Regions from separate parts of the Mus musculus genome. Here region 1 is linked to region 2. The links are chromatin contacts, called in public promoter capture Hi-C maps. All regions are on one chromosome and are shown on one strand. The core of a region is the stretch at or near the end of the contact, and the rest is flanking DNA. Distances in the headings are between cores, read along the strand shown. Region 1 holds the start of Dcbld2 (discoidin, CUB and LCCL domain containing 2). Region 2 holds the start of Cep97 (centrosomal protein 97).

Region 1 (7,445 bases), core at 80-2,579, 2.5 Mb before region 2:
GCCTATTAGACCTCTAAACCTTAGGTTGCTCAGTTTAAATGTGACTATTAAAGAGGACAGTTTACGTTTTTCTCTTAGCGATTACCTCTCACACGTCCATCAAGGCTGCACCTTCCCAAGAGACAATCCCATGACCTTGAAGATATTCCTTACTGACAAAAAGTGCACACAGTGGGAAGCTGAACTGAGAAATGGAAAACGTATTTCAAGAAACTCTCCCTAGCAATTAGTAACAAGAAAAGCCATGGAAGAAATAAAGCCAAACAGAATGTGGTACGCTGCCCAAAGCAGCAACACTAAAAAGTTCAGTCCTGTATTCTCTTTCTATTGTTGATGATTTATCAACCAACAGTTGTTCCCGCTTCTGGAATGGGATTGTAGAAGGAAAAGAAGCTTTGTCACTTTCTGAGAAAGTTTGCGCTTTTGGTAGTGGACCGCTACTCTGGGCCACTTCTGTGTTTGATCAAGACAATCTACAAACCACGGTCCTCAGTAATGGGCAGGTGCTCTGAAGAACGAATTGCAAACGTAAGCAAGGCTCTAGAGAGCACTGCAATTTGCTTCATTCGCGTTAGAACCTGGGCGCTATCCCTAAGAACAGCAATCCCTGCCTGTCTTTAATAAGCTCAAGATGCTTTTTAATTTGCTCCCGACTCCGTCCATCAGTCCAGAAGGAGACAGCAAGGAGGCCTCCACGGCAGGGTCTCATACGTCCCTCTTTCACAGAAATGAATGGCTTTGCGGAAAAGTAAAGCGACACAAACTTGAGACACCGGGCGGCACCACCACCCCGCCCCGGTCCCCGCCACATCAGCCTCGCCAGTGTGGTGTCTCTGCATCTCTGGGTTCGTCGGCAGGTTCCTCCAACAGCCAAGAGCCTCAGGAGGCCGACCGGTGCGGGCCACCACTCACCTTGCTGGCCTCCAGCGTCCTGGAGCAGTAGGAGCAGCAGAAGGAGCAGTCGAGGCCTGGAGGAGGAGTTGCGGCCAGGAGGGAGGGGACAGCAGCCGGCGCTGGGCAGCGCGGCCCGGCCGGTGGCGGCGGGCGCGGCCGGGCCTCCGGGACCCTGGGGGCTGCGCGCGGCTCTCAGCGGCGCCCGGCTCGCCATCGCGGCGGCCGGCAATCCGCCCGCATAGTGCGCGCGCCGCGGAGCCCCGCGCGCCCGGGGCCCGCAGCACCCGGTGAGGACCGGGCGGCAGCGCAGCGCGCCTCGTCCCCTCCGCCCTGCTCCCCGCGCCCGCTTCACCGAGCTTCCCGCCCCGAGACCCCAGGCCGGAGCGCGGCGGATCGGAGGATAGCACCGGGGCCCGAGCTGGAACGCGCTCCCGCCGCGCTCGTAGACCGACCGTCTCTCGGGCGGGCCGGCCCCGCTCTCTCGCCCTCCCTCCCTCCCGCGCGCGCTGGCCACGCCTCCTCCTCATGCTGAGACCAATGAGCGGCCAGATCTGGTCCAGCTCCTTCCGTGCCGTCCAATCATCACGCCGTCTGCTCTGTCGACCTGTTAGCTCCTCTCCTAAAGCTCCACCGCCCCTCATCCGCGTCTGCCAATCGCCCTGGACCTCTGGGAGCGTCCCACCCGCCTCCCTCGATCCGGGTTCGCCCCCAAGCCGGGGCCGGGAGCGGTCCCCGCCCCGCTGAAGAGCCTGTAGTTTTTGGGACCACTGCCCAGAGAGAACCCGCCGAGACTCTCTGGTCAGTGACTTCCGGGACTTCCCCATCCCGCGCTCTCCAGCTTCCCAGAGCCTGCTTGCTCCTGGCTCCTCCCCCGTCGAACATCAGGCCACTGGAAGGGGTGGGATGGCTGGATGCTGGAAGATTTCAGCTGGGAGCTGTATTTAAGGGACTGTTTTTAAATAGCAGAGTATGTTTTTCTTAATTAAAACTGCAGTCAATTGCAGCAACATCTGCGGGTACAATTACAAATGTAGTGTTCAGTTTTTGCAAAGATAGCTTCTAGGACTTTGGAGAGGAAGTATAAAATAAGACCCGTGTTGCTGAGACTATTTAAGTCCACTATCTGTAAAATTGTGCTCAGAGAAGTCCCAGGAATTAGAGCCACTTTATAGATAATTTGCAGGTTTTGGAATGGGGAAGAAATGTCAGTACATCATGCACGTCAGAATGAAACAAGTACAAATTCAAATAATAGGCAATTTGATGGAGTTTTTGAGCAGGCAGTATGGCAGAAGAAAGAGCAGTCTTTAAAGAAGAATCCACAGAACTAGACAGTAGATTTATAAAGAGAAACCATCAGGGATATTTTTAATTAGGGACTCCCTAAAAAAAAAAAAAAAAGTATTGTACCTTTAACAAACAGGGACTTAGTAAGATAGAACAGTTTGCATAGCAAAGGAAGTAACTATAGAGCATCTGTATTACCTTTCAGTTTATGGTGGTTGATTTTTCACAGTATTGCTGCTGTGCCCTGTCCTGCTGATGACTGCCTTTAACAAGCCATAATTTCTGGCAGCTGGGTCTTCTCAACGCTAAGCAACGGATGCTGTACAGCAAACTGATACTGGCATAGGATGTCTACTACCTTGAGTGTATTAAATGTTCCCTTGACTTAACGTGTTCTCAAGTGATGGTGGGTTTATCAAATGTGACTCTTATCATAAGCTGAGAAGCACCTATACTGGGATGCAAAGCCAGAGAGATAGGCCATTGGTTAAGAGCCCTTGCTGACAATCCTTACGATCTGAGTTTGATCCTCAGAATTTACATGGTTGCTAGGAGAGAACTGGCTTCTGCAAGTCGTCCATGGTCCTCCAGATGTGCACTGTGGAACATCTCCCCTCCCACCCCCATACTAAATGAATGAATAAATAAATAAATAAATAAATAATAAAATACATGCCTTTTAAACAAAATAAATCGATATGGATATACAGCTAATAAATGAGGCTATAGAAAAGCAGGTTGTACAAATGTCAGTGTGAGAAGTATGTAGGAATTGGCTCTGGAACTCATGAATACATGTGAGAGTCCTAAACATGTAAAGCACTCACACCCGTGTTTCAGAAGAAAACCCAAATGCTGGAAAGGACTCTAGAAGCCATTTTTTTTCAAGTTTCTTGCATATTTCTCACACAATAAGCCCACCCCCCACCCCCACTCCCCAGTCATTGTATCTGCTAAACATCTATCGTGTAGCAAAGAAAGCACTACCAATATACGCCCTGGTCATACAAAGTTCAGTTAGAGAAGCTTACATTCTAGTGGAGAAGACAAACATTTTAAACAAATCCATCGTCACCAGTGCCAATTTGGAGGTGAGAACTAACAGAGCTAACTCTATGACCTACCCCAGCAAACAGCCAGTCCTAAGCCAAGGCTTCAAGTGATAGTCCCTGAGATGAAGCACCTCACATGTCGGATCACTCCTTCTGTATGACCACCTAGTGATAACCGTAGGCCACAAGGTGGACACAGCAAAGGGTTAGAAGCTGCTGGCTAGGATTCCTTCAGCTACATGGAACTGCACAAGAAGCAGAGTGAACTAGCTCAGGTATGGGAACCTTTCTAGAAAAGAAAGTGCTGGAGTTGTGGCTGTCCCCCCTCAGGGGAGTACAGCCTGAAAAGACTCCGAATTTCTTATAAGTAATTCCCCTATCACAAGAGAGAGGGGTGCTGTCATTTTCTCTCTGTTTTGGTATGCTAAGAGCTGTTAAAGTAGAGAATAAAGTGGTGAAGTGTTTCAGAGGACAGAACAGGGAAAAGAAGAGAGGGGGAAACCAGCGTCTGAAAAATGATGCTAGCCATCTGTCTTCGTACTCTTTTGCCTTTCAGCTTCCTGAGTTTCTTTTCTGGAGGTTTGGCTGGAGAGCAGCCCGGAGAACATTCCCCTACTGCCTGACCATGGGAAGTCATAGGAGGAGCACCGATGTGTGAGAATTGAGACACAGTGCTGCCCACCATGTCTCTCCACTTCTCATTATGGCTGTACAACCAGTTTCAGAAGGCTTCTGTGAGATAACGAAATGTTTCCTGGGAACCTTCCACCAAAGTCATATATCAGGCGTTCGAGTCTAGACCAGTCACTGCCCCAGGGCAGTCCAGGTTTACATTTACTCTCCCATACTTTCTGCATACTTCTCTAGTCAAGCTTGCCATTCTCTTTGCCTAGGGGGACTCAGTTTCCCTGTAGGCTGATGTCTGCTGAGTCAGTGGGGATAGGGCAGTTTGACCCATGAGATTTACCTGCTCAGGGCCAGGACCTAACTGGTGATTGTGAAAAATCACTCAGCGTGAATAGGTTTGTAGAAGGCCGCCACCATCATAGGGGCCACAGCTAGAAGCTAGAGTGTGTCCCATTGGCAAGCCCGGCCCCTCAGCTTTCCTACAGAATCTCAAGAAAGTGAGAACTTCAGAGATTCCCTTGGGTGCAAAACAACAGCACAAGCCCAGAAGGAGTGGAGACCTCACAACACACGAGATCCTGGACATGAGGCAGACCCTGTAACCACAGCAGTTGTCTCTTTGGGTTGGTAAATGAAATAATGCTTTGAATGTAGGCTCTAGGGCAGAGATGGACTTGAGGAAAACACCACATAGGATAACTGAATATGAAACACTAGGAATAAAGGTCTGTATCATTTTAATGCATAGTCACTCCATGGGAAGATGTTTAAAAAATAGAAACAGATTTCTGATGTGAATTTTAATTTACAAGATCTTCTCTTCCCTGATGTCTCCTTCTTCCTCTTTTTTTTTCTCATTCTTTTCCTTTCATCTTCTCCTAGTCAATAAAGAGCAACGGGACTTGACATCCAGAGAGAAAGAAATATGAGGAGCCACACCCCACAATTTCATCTTGTAAATGAGCTTAGGAAAGGAGAACAGGAGGGAAAGCCCCCGGGGCTGTCGGCCTGGGCTTCTGTCACTGCAGACATCTGGCTTTTAATGACATGATATGGGAAGAATCATTTGGCACCATCATTGCTGTTAAATGTCTTTCAAGCATTAATAAAACATAAGAGACTCGCTTAAAATGGCATTTATACTGGAAACCTTACGGTGATGGTATGTCATGAATCACTGGTGAGCTTTATCCGTGGCCCTGTTTTTGGCAGGAAACTGAAAGGGGGGAATGAAGGAGAATTTGCCTTTGTGATCTTCCCCTGAGGTCAGAGAGAGAGAAGCCTATGGCCGTCCCGGGAAATACTTCAAACTTCAAAGATGAGAGGCCTAAGCTCTGGTCTCTGTTCTCACAGGAGTGTTTTCTTTGTCTGGTGGCCCGTCCGGACAAATGTTTATAGCCGTGTTTGGTGCTGAGCGTCTGAATTCTGCTAATGATCCCTTCTGTGAACAAAAATGGTTTGCAGGCATTCCTCCCTTTATGGGCTTGTCTTTCCTTTGGCTCATCTTTTCAGACAAGGCTCTCAGGTTTAGTCTTCAGACTTTCTTATCATTTATCAACTTGCACAAAGATAGTAGTTGCAGCAAATTCAAGGGAAGGGTGTTCATTGTATTTCTTTATATATTTTCTAGGAGGTGTTTAGTTTCTACAAGTAGGTTATTAGTTATAAATTTTCTTGCAAGAGTAACATCAGCATATGCCAGTGACTACTCTGATTTCTTTCCACTATGTTTTAGTTACTGCAACCATCTCTCTCTCCATTTCCGTTCTTCACCACACTCTTACTCTACCCGGGGTTTATTTTTTAGGAATATAAGAAATTTGGGATTGAGAGTGTAGTTCAGTGGTAGAGTACTTGCCTAGTATACAGAAGACCCTGGGATTAATTTCTATACTAAAGATAAATTAAGTAAATAAAATTAACTGGTTAATTCTCCCTTGGTTCAGAACAAGAAGCCTCCACTCGAGTGTTTCTCGATGATGGAAGGCTTCAGTGAGAGCATGTGAAAATTGCCTAGAAATGAGGGAATTAATTATACATGAATGGCTAACATACCACTTAGATACAAATACTGAAAACAGCTCAATGTCTGAAACAGTGCGTTTTAGAAGTGAAGTAGCTACATACTGCCATGGCTCTATCCTCTGTCTTTTCCTGCAGGCATGCTTGCTGGGAACAGCGAAGAATTAAAATTTAGACTTGAGATACTGTTTAGCATCCGAGAAACTCAGCTGTTTCATAAGATCATGGAAACAGCCCTGGAGAAAGAGCATGCACTGAGCTCCTGCTGCGGACGGACGGCTCTTTAGCCTGCAAGGTCCCAGCCTTGGCTTAAGTTTCTCTGTCAGGTACAGAAAATGGATGAATACTGTGAGAAAGTTAAAGATGAGTGATTTCATCATTTCATTATCTGTCCCGCTTCCTCCCTTTGTCCTCCACTCCATTTCTTTTTTCACCTTTGTGTGTGTGTGTGTGTGTGTGTGTGTGTGTTTGGGTGAGGGAATGCAGCGTGTATGTGTGCCTTAGTGTATAGTAAAAGTCAAAGGCTGACCTTGAGGTTAGTCTCAGCTTCTGCCTGCCTTGTTTGATACAAAGTTTCTGGTTTGAACCTCCCGCTCCAGGTCAGCAAACAAATCGCTTTTGGAGTTTCTGCTGCCTCCCCCTCCTACATCTCCATAGGAACACTGTAATAAGGGTGGGCTCTGGAGGGCTGAACTCAGATCTTCAAGTGTGCGTCTAGTAAATGCTTCCCTCACTGAGGCAGCTCCCAGTGAGTTCTCCAGTCTTTTATCTCTTGGATAAATTCTAAGTCTTCCATTTCCAAATTGCTACATAACATGGGAAGGAGAGGAAAAAAAAAAACCTGAAGAATACAGAATTGGTCACTGGGAAATGTTTACTCTGAACAGAAGTGTACCTTAAGGGGTGCTTGAAAAACAACTCCCAAACAAGCAAGCTAACTCCACATCAGCAATGCCTGCGTGGATAGGCTAAAAAAGAATAACCACTGTTCTGTTCTGTGGAGGAAGTGAGCAGGACCTTGGAGCAAGGAAGGTAACATTATCCAGAAGAAGACGGAATCAGAGGAGATAAAGCTGCTTAGCTTTGTGGCAGGAAGCTGCAGCTGCCAACACTGGAGAAATAGAATTATCCAGTTGTATGAATGCCAAGGTGCCTTGAAACATTGAACTAAGTCAGGAGTGATGCCTGCAGTCTCAGCCTGGTGGAAGGCAGGCTGGATCAAAACTAGGACATGGCCGACTAGCTCACACAATAAACAAACAGGTGCTGTAATAATAATTAGAGAGATCTGTTTGTGTAGCCAGTCTATTAGTCTACCCGGGGATCCGTCCCATAATCAGCCACCAAACCCAGACTCTATTGCATATGCCAGCAAGATTTTGCTGAAAGGACCCTGGTATAGCTGTCTCGTATGAGGCTATGCCAGTGCCTGGCAAATACAGAAGTGGATGCTCACAGTCATCTATAAGATGGAACACAGTATAAAACAGGGCCCCCAATGGAGAAGCTAGAGAAAGCACCCAAGGAGGAGCTGAAGGGGTCTGTAACCCCATAGGTGGAACA
Region 2 (7,307 bases), core at 2,331-4,830:
CAATCCGGTGAAACAAAGGCTAACCAAATATTCCCTTACCTTCCCTTAGCTATACTGAATGTCACTTAACCAGGCCAGTCTAGGCGCCATACAGTAGACCTACCTCTGAGACGATGACTTGTGTGAAAACAGTAAGCGCTTACTCACTAGGCATCCATGTGTGTATCTGTGTAAAGCCTGGAGAACAAGCCTTGAGTCTACTTTCTCCCCCCCCCCCTTCTCTCTTTTCTGTTTTCTTTTTGACACAAAGTCTCACTATGTAGCCCTGGCTATTCTGCTACTTACTATGTAGACCAGGCTGGGACAGAGATTTTTGCTTACTTCTGCCTCTCATGTGCAGTGATCATAGGATGTACCACTTCGTCCCTCTTGTTGGGTCTGCTTCCTTGAGGAAGGTGCATGGCGTCACTTATGGGGCTGCAGTGTTGGGAAAAGTAATTGGAGATTAAGGAAGTAAGAGCAGGACTGTTGGGGGCCTGCCTGTGTTCAGTGAGCCACAAGTGCTGTCATAGAGCTGTGAATGCAGCCTGATGTAAAGTTGTAAGCACACTTAAATCATTTCGTGTGTGTGTGTGTGTGTGCACGTGTGATTTTATTATTCTTATTTTATGTGTATCAGTGTTCTGTCTGTGCCCTATATGCTTGTAGTTCCTATGGAGGCCACAAGAAGGTGTTGGATCTTTTGGGACTGGAGTTACAGATGGTTGTTAGCTGTCATGTGGGTGCTAGGAGCTGAACTCTGGTCCTCTGGAAGAGCAGCCAGTGCTCTTAAACCATTAAAACATCTCTTTAGCATCTTGTCCTTTTTCCTTTCTTTTCTTTTTTGTTTCTTGTAACTCAAACTATCTGACACAATTCTCCTCATTAAAAACATTAACAGTTTTGTATAAATATTTGTTTTTATTTTATGTGTGTAAATGTTTGGCCGGCATGTATATATGTGCATTTTGCATTTTCATGGTTCCCTGTAGACATCAGAAAAGGACATCTGATCCCCTGGAACTGAAGTGTGGGTGCGGGGACTTGTTCCTCAGCAAAACAAGAGCTTTTAACATCTGAGCATCTCACCAGCCCCTTCCTCTTCCTCTGAAGAAAAACCTCCTTTGGCTGGGCAGTGGTGGCGCACACCTTTAATCCCAGCACTTGGGAGGCAGAGGCAGGCAGATTTCTGAGTTTGATGCCAGCATGGCCTGCAGAGTGAGTTCCAGGACAGTCAGGGCTACACAGAGAAACCCTGTCTCAAAAAAGCCTAAAAAGCAGGAGATGGGATAGGGGGTTTCTGAAGGGGAGACCTGGAAAGGGGAAAACATTTGAAATAAAGAAAATATCCAAGAAAAAAATTAATTAAAAAATTGACAAATAAGACCTCATAAAATGCAAAGCTTCTGTAAAAACAAACAAACAAAAAACCTTAAAATACAGAAAAGTTTAAAACAATTTTTTTTCTTTGAGTTGGGGATGTATCTCAGTGGTTAAGTGCTTGCCTCAGATGAAGAGAGCCTAGTTTGATCCCTAACAGTTTCAGAAACCCAAAACCAAAAACAGTGAACAAGACAAGAGTGCTTCTCGTGTGAACTTTGTGAACGACAACACTCTTCAGTGATGAAAAGCCGGACACAACTGCATGGTCATCCCCAGTATGTGATCACCCTGTGGAGGGGTTCTCTGGGTTATTCTTGTTTGCTGATGTTGTTATTTGGTTTTTTTTTTTTGTTTGTTTGTTTTTGTTTCTGAGACAAGGTGCCTCTATGTGGCCAAGGCTGGACTTGGCATACTTCTCTCCTGGCCCTTCCTTTTTCTAAGTTACATATTCTCTCTCTCTCTCTCTCTCTCTCTCTCTCTCTCTCTCTCTCTCTCCATGAATGAGGTAGCACACATGTGGAACTCAGAACACAATTCACAATTTTCAGGAGTGGGTGATCATCTTCTACTGTGTGGGTTATGGGACTTGAACTCAGATCATCAGTCTTGGCAGCAAACTCCCCTACTGGCTAAGCTGTCTCTTCATCCTCTCCAATTGTTTTAATTTATGCACTGGCTGCTCTTCCAGAGGTCCTGAGTTCATTTCCCAGCAACCACATGGTGGCTCACAACCATCTGTAATGGGATCTGATGCCCTCTTCCGGTGTGTCTGATGTGTGTGTGTGTGTGTGTGTCTGATGTGTGTGTGTACATGTGTACTTGTTTTGTTTTTAGACAGAATCTCTCTGTTGCATAGCTCAGGCTATGATTAAACTCACTATGTAGACCAAGGTGGCCTTGAACTCACAGACATCCTCCTGCTTGCCTCTTCCAATATCTAACAATATATAGTCTTCCTCCCAACTGATGGGATTAAAATTTGGGCCACCACGACAGGCTTGCTTTGTTTTCAGACATATAAAGTTGTAAGACTGTTCTCCAAGTAAGGTGTCTACTGGTTAAAATGAAGGGGGGAATTCTTATTGTTTCTTCAGAAATAGAAAAGTATCTTTAGACTAAAGCAATGGGAAACAGAAAGGTCTTTAAGGGCAGTGATGCCAAAGGGAACCAGGAAAGAGGAAATGCTCTTAGAATTTTGAGCCTGAAAAGCTAGAAGCACCAAGTTACTGAATTTTCCTGAACAGGAATCCTCAGACTTCAGAGAGAGCCTTATAGCGAGTCATTCTATAGAGAAGCTAAAACCCTTTAAAATTAATTCAGACTTGTCAGAATGGGTAGCGGCCATAGAGACTTCTAGCAATGAGTTCTCAACATCAGTTTGTTTTAAACAATGTCCTTATAATGTGCCAGGTGGTAAAAGTGTTGAATTTCTCGAACACCAAGAGTAGCTTTTAGTACGTTGAGCAGTTGATGAAAGAAAGTGGAGCCCCCTTTGTACGATTGAGTTACCTTGTAAACCCTAGCTTAATTTTACTTCCCCTGTCAAGTTTTGTCCAAAGATTGTAATTTCTAGTTCCCGATTACCGAGTTCATAGTTAAATCAAAAAAAGATCAGCCTGTGCCCTCCCAACCAGGTAAAGTAAGTATTCCTGACTCTGGAAACTATTTTAAACTTTTTTGAATACTCTGGAAAAAGTTCTGGGTACATATGTATCAAATATACTCCTTGACCAAACTGTTCAATGTGTAAGAACCACCATTTAAAACAAAAATATCAGTTTCTGAGGCTTTAAATCTATTTAATTAGGTAAGATTGGGTAAATTGCAAATATAACGTATCCATTTGACTATGTCAAAATATTTCACTGTCATTCCTATAGAGAAGCTAAAACCTTTTAAACTTAATTCAGAATTGTCAAAATGGGTAGCTGCCATAGAGACTTCTGGCAATGAGTTCTCAAATTCAGTTTTAAACAACGTCTTTATAATGTGCCAGGTGGTAAAAGTGTCGAATTTCTCAAACACCTGGCCCTGGAGTGAAATGGTTTATCTAACAATACAGCTTGCTCACCAGATCAACTTTAGGTGTCAACCCGGGTCTTCTAAGCTTTACCTCCCACATTGTAGCCAGCAAGTCCCATCAGGGAGCCAATTGGGTCGAGTGAGTGCTGTGCATCCTGGGAGTTGTAGTTTGCAGCGCCCCACTGCTGACTACATGCTCTACAGAACGGCAGAAGACGGTTGCCTGGTGTCATTAGCAAGCGGCAAGTATGGCGGTGGCGCGAGTCGACGGGGCTCTGGCTCCGGGAGAAGGTACGATGATCCCTACCCCTAAATTCCAAAGTTTACTTCAGTATGTCATATTAAACAGTTGCTTGGTGTAAAGAGAAAGCCTGGGTTTAGAGGTGCAGTTTTGGACCAGTTCTTTTGATGAGGGGCTGTAAGCAACACGGAGGCGCACTTCCTACTGGGAGTTGTAGTCCCGCTGTCTGGTCCAGTCCCGCAACATTACTGTGAAGGCTGAATGAGGGACTTCAGTCCCCAGGAGCCTTCGCGGTGCCCGGCGCCCCTGTCCCGCGCTCTCCTTAGCCTGACTGGGGGCAGTGGGCTTCGGACTGCGGTGACCTTTCTGGGACGTTTACTTTGAGTTCCGAGTGCCCACAGGAAATTAGTGCAGCCTTTTTATTTCCCGTGCCTCTCCTTCTCGTCCGAGAACGTTCAGGAAGCATCTCATCTGAAACCGCATCACAGTCTGCTTGAACTCTTCTTTGGAAGTGACCAGTAGCCGTGGTAGAATCTGAGAATGACCCAGACACGCGTTGCTCCCCGATCATTCTGCAGGCCGGGTCCCGGGGTCGAGTTTGGTCTTTGTTTGGCAGAGCCCAGGTTGGGGGGTGCGCCTGTGCTTGGGAGATGCCTCCGTGGGGCGCCGACCTCAGAGCTTTTGTTTTGGTTACACTCTGAGGCGTGGTAGCAGCTGGCCCGATTGGGGCAGAGCAGGGTAGGTAGAGTTGAGGCTCATAACCCGGAGACCCTTGAGTTCCTACGGGAAGGAGTTCGGCTAAAACATGTGTCGACACTTAGGAATTGTGTGCGGACGCTAGGTGCGCTTTTCCAGGACAGTCTAGTTTTCATCTCGAAGAAGGGGCTCACGACGCCTCACGTGATAAGAAAACCGAAAAGCATTGAAACCCTCTAGGAGCGCAGAACCGAAAAATTACATCCCAAGGTAGCTCCAGTCTGATCGAAAAATTGAAATTGGCAGTTACTCAGGCCCCGCCCACTCTGATAGCTTCTTTTCTCAACCTTCCTAGCTCACCGAGAACAGCAGCAATAAGCACTTACAGAGCCATTCTCCCCGCCCCCAAAGAGCCAGATGATATTTTGGATGCCTTTCTCCCATTATCTCATGTTTTTATGTAGAACAATGTTTATATTATATTCTCACTCTTTTTCTTTTTTCTTTTCAAAGCCATGGTCTCATTATGTAGCTGTGACTGATCAAAAACTCAAAGAAATCCTCTTGCTTTTGCCTCTCCAGTGCTGGGATTAAAGGTGTGAGCTGTGCTGTGCACGTGGCTCATCCACTTTTTTTTTTTTTTTTTAAAAAAAACAACTTTATAGTTTTTAAAAAAGATTTATTTATTTATATGAGTACACTGTAGCTGCCTTCAGACACACCATAAGAGGTCATCAGATGGTTGTTAGCCACCATGTGGTTGCTGGGAATTGAACTCAGGACCCCTAGAAGAGCAGTCAGTGCTCTTAACCACTCTGAGCCATCTCTCCAGCCTTTTTTTTTTTTAAGATTTATTTACTTTATGTATGTGAGTACACTGTCACTGTCTTCAGACACACCAGAAGAGGGCATCAGATCCTCATTACAGATGGTTGTGAACCACCAAGTGGTTGCTGGGAATTGAACTCAGAACCTGGACGAGCAGCCAGTGCTCTTAACGGCTGAGCCATCTCTCCAGCCCATTGTTTTTCAAGACAGGATTTCTCTGTGTAGCCCTGGCTGTCCTGGAACTGGTTCAGAAAACTAATCTGGCCTTGAACTCAAGGAGATGCCTTTGCCACGGAGTGCTGGGATTAAAGGCCACCACTGCCTAGCTGTTTTGTTTTGTTTTGTTTTTTCAAGACAGGGGGGTCTCAGTATGTAGCTCTGGTTGTCCCAGAACTCACTAGATAGACGGAGCTGACCTTGAAAGTGAAGAGAGGTTGGCACTTTAAAAATCGCCTGGCTGTCATCTATGTCTTGTAGAATAGAAAAGTTAACTCAAAGAAGAAATGGAGAGGGGAGAGGCTAAGAGAGTGACTCTTGGAGGAAAGACATGGGAGGACACAGCGAGGAGTCAGCCAGCCTCTAGGAGAGGGGTCTCAGTTATCAAACCTGCCAACACCTTAGTTTTGGGTGTTTCAGACTTTGAAAAATAAATGATAAAAAGAGAAGGAAACTTGTCTGAAGTGATTAAAAGGGTGGGGGGCTACAGTCTGGATTTGTGATTAGCTGGGGTTGGGGGTGGGAGTGTGGGGGGTAGGGGCTACAGTCTGACTTTGTGCTACAAGTGCTTTATTTAGTGCTGCCTGCAACCTTGTGAAATTAGAAAATCATTGCATTCCATCGATTAATTATCTACACTGTGATTTTCAAAATGACTTCGAAGTCGCTGGGAGAGAGTAGTTGGCACAGTGCTTGCTGTATGTGACAAGCATGAGGGCCCCGAGTTCCATCCTCAAAACCCAAGTAAAAGGTGGAGCTTGGTGGCAGGAGCTTGTGGTCTCAAGTGCCGGGAAAGTGACATGGGCGGAGTCTTAGTGCTTGTTGGCCAAGTAGCTTACTCTGCTTGATGAGCTCCAGGCCAGTGAGAGATCCTGCCTTGAAAAACAAAGTGAGGGCTGTAGAAATGGCTCAGTGGGTAAGAACACTCGAAGTGACAGTGTGCAGACTGGAGTTCAAATCCCCAGCATCCATGGGCAAAGCCCCAGCACCTAGTGCATACATGGAAAAGCTCAGCACCTAGTGCTATGGAGGTTGCTGACTTCCAATCCAGCGCTAGGCTTTAAGGCCCACTGAGAGAGTGGGTCAAGAGAATAAAGAGTAACAGAACGGGACACCCAGCATTCTCCTCTGGCTTCCCTGGGCATGCATGATAGACACTGCCCACCACTCCCGTGCACACGACTTTGGGCTCTTGAAGATGTACTTGAAGTTAGGTTATAAACATTTTGATCTCTATATAAAAAAGTAAGTTTTAGGGTCTGATGTGATGATAGCTATAATTCCAGTATTTGGGAGTTGGGGGAAAGAAGATCAGGAGTTCAAATTTAGCCTTGGATACATAGTTTATGCCAGCCTAGCCAGCATCAGACCCTGTCTGAAAACAACAGCAAAAGATAAAACAAAACACAAAAACCCCAAACAACAATAACAAAAACCAATCTAAGACAAAGAAAAAAATTGAAAGATTGAAAAAAGGGGGAAATTAGCCAGGAGGTGATGGCACCCTCCTTTTGTTATGCCCAGTTCTTGGCAGAGATCACAGATGTAAACACACAGTCTTATCATCAGGATGCTACCTTCCCTGCTCCGCAGGTTAGGAATGCAACACTGGAGTCTAGAGGATTGGGGTATATATATGGGAAAAGGGTAGGCTGGGGCTTTCAAGCATGGCCTTACCTGATTGGGTGTGAGGTAAAGGAATGCTAGCATTCGAAACTGAGAACATTTGTTTTGACAGCAAGGAGGGACCATACAACTGGAAAAGGACCTTTTTGGTCTGGGAAGAACGGACTCATTTGGTTATTTTTCTAAGCTGGCCCCAGCTGTCTGGGACCACCTGGTTGTCTCTTTCCCATAGCTTAACACTTCAAGGACATTAAATTTCTGCCCCCTTCAAAGACAGGAGACATCTGCAGGCGTCAGGGCTCACTGGAAAGGAATC

The links. Promoter capture Hi-C pulls out the DNA fragments that hold promoters and counts their contacts.
Region 1: a contact with region 2 is called in a promoter capture Hi-C map of pre-B cells, with 3 times the contacts expected there. The contact joins the promoter of Dcbld2 here to the promoter of Cep97 in region 2. A contact is called at or near these places in 2 of 39 promoter capture datasets (liver and pre-B cells).

The regions. Positions count from the first base shown.
Region 1 is chr16:58,402,419-58,409,863 of GRCm38.p6, reverse strand. It overlaps Dcbld2 (discoidin, CUB and LCCL domain containing 2), which reads right to left and starts at 1,329. Exons shown (of 16, transcript NM_028523.3): 1 at 913-1,329. The coding sequence starts at 1,108. It overlaps 4930461C15Rik (a long non-coding RNA gene), which reads left to right and starts at 1,333. Exons shown (of 4, transcript XR_384912.2): 1 at 1,333-1,692; 2 at 3,790-4,483; 3 at 4,743-5,022; 4 at 6,021-6,243.
Region 2 is chr16:55,931,121-55,938,427 of GRCm38.p6, reverse strand. Cep97 (centrosomal protein 97) reads left to right here and starts at 3,580. Exons shown (of 11, transcript NM_028815.4): 1 at 3,580-3,675. The coding sequence starts at 3,633.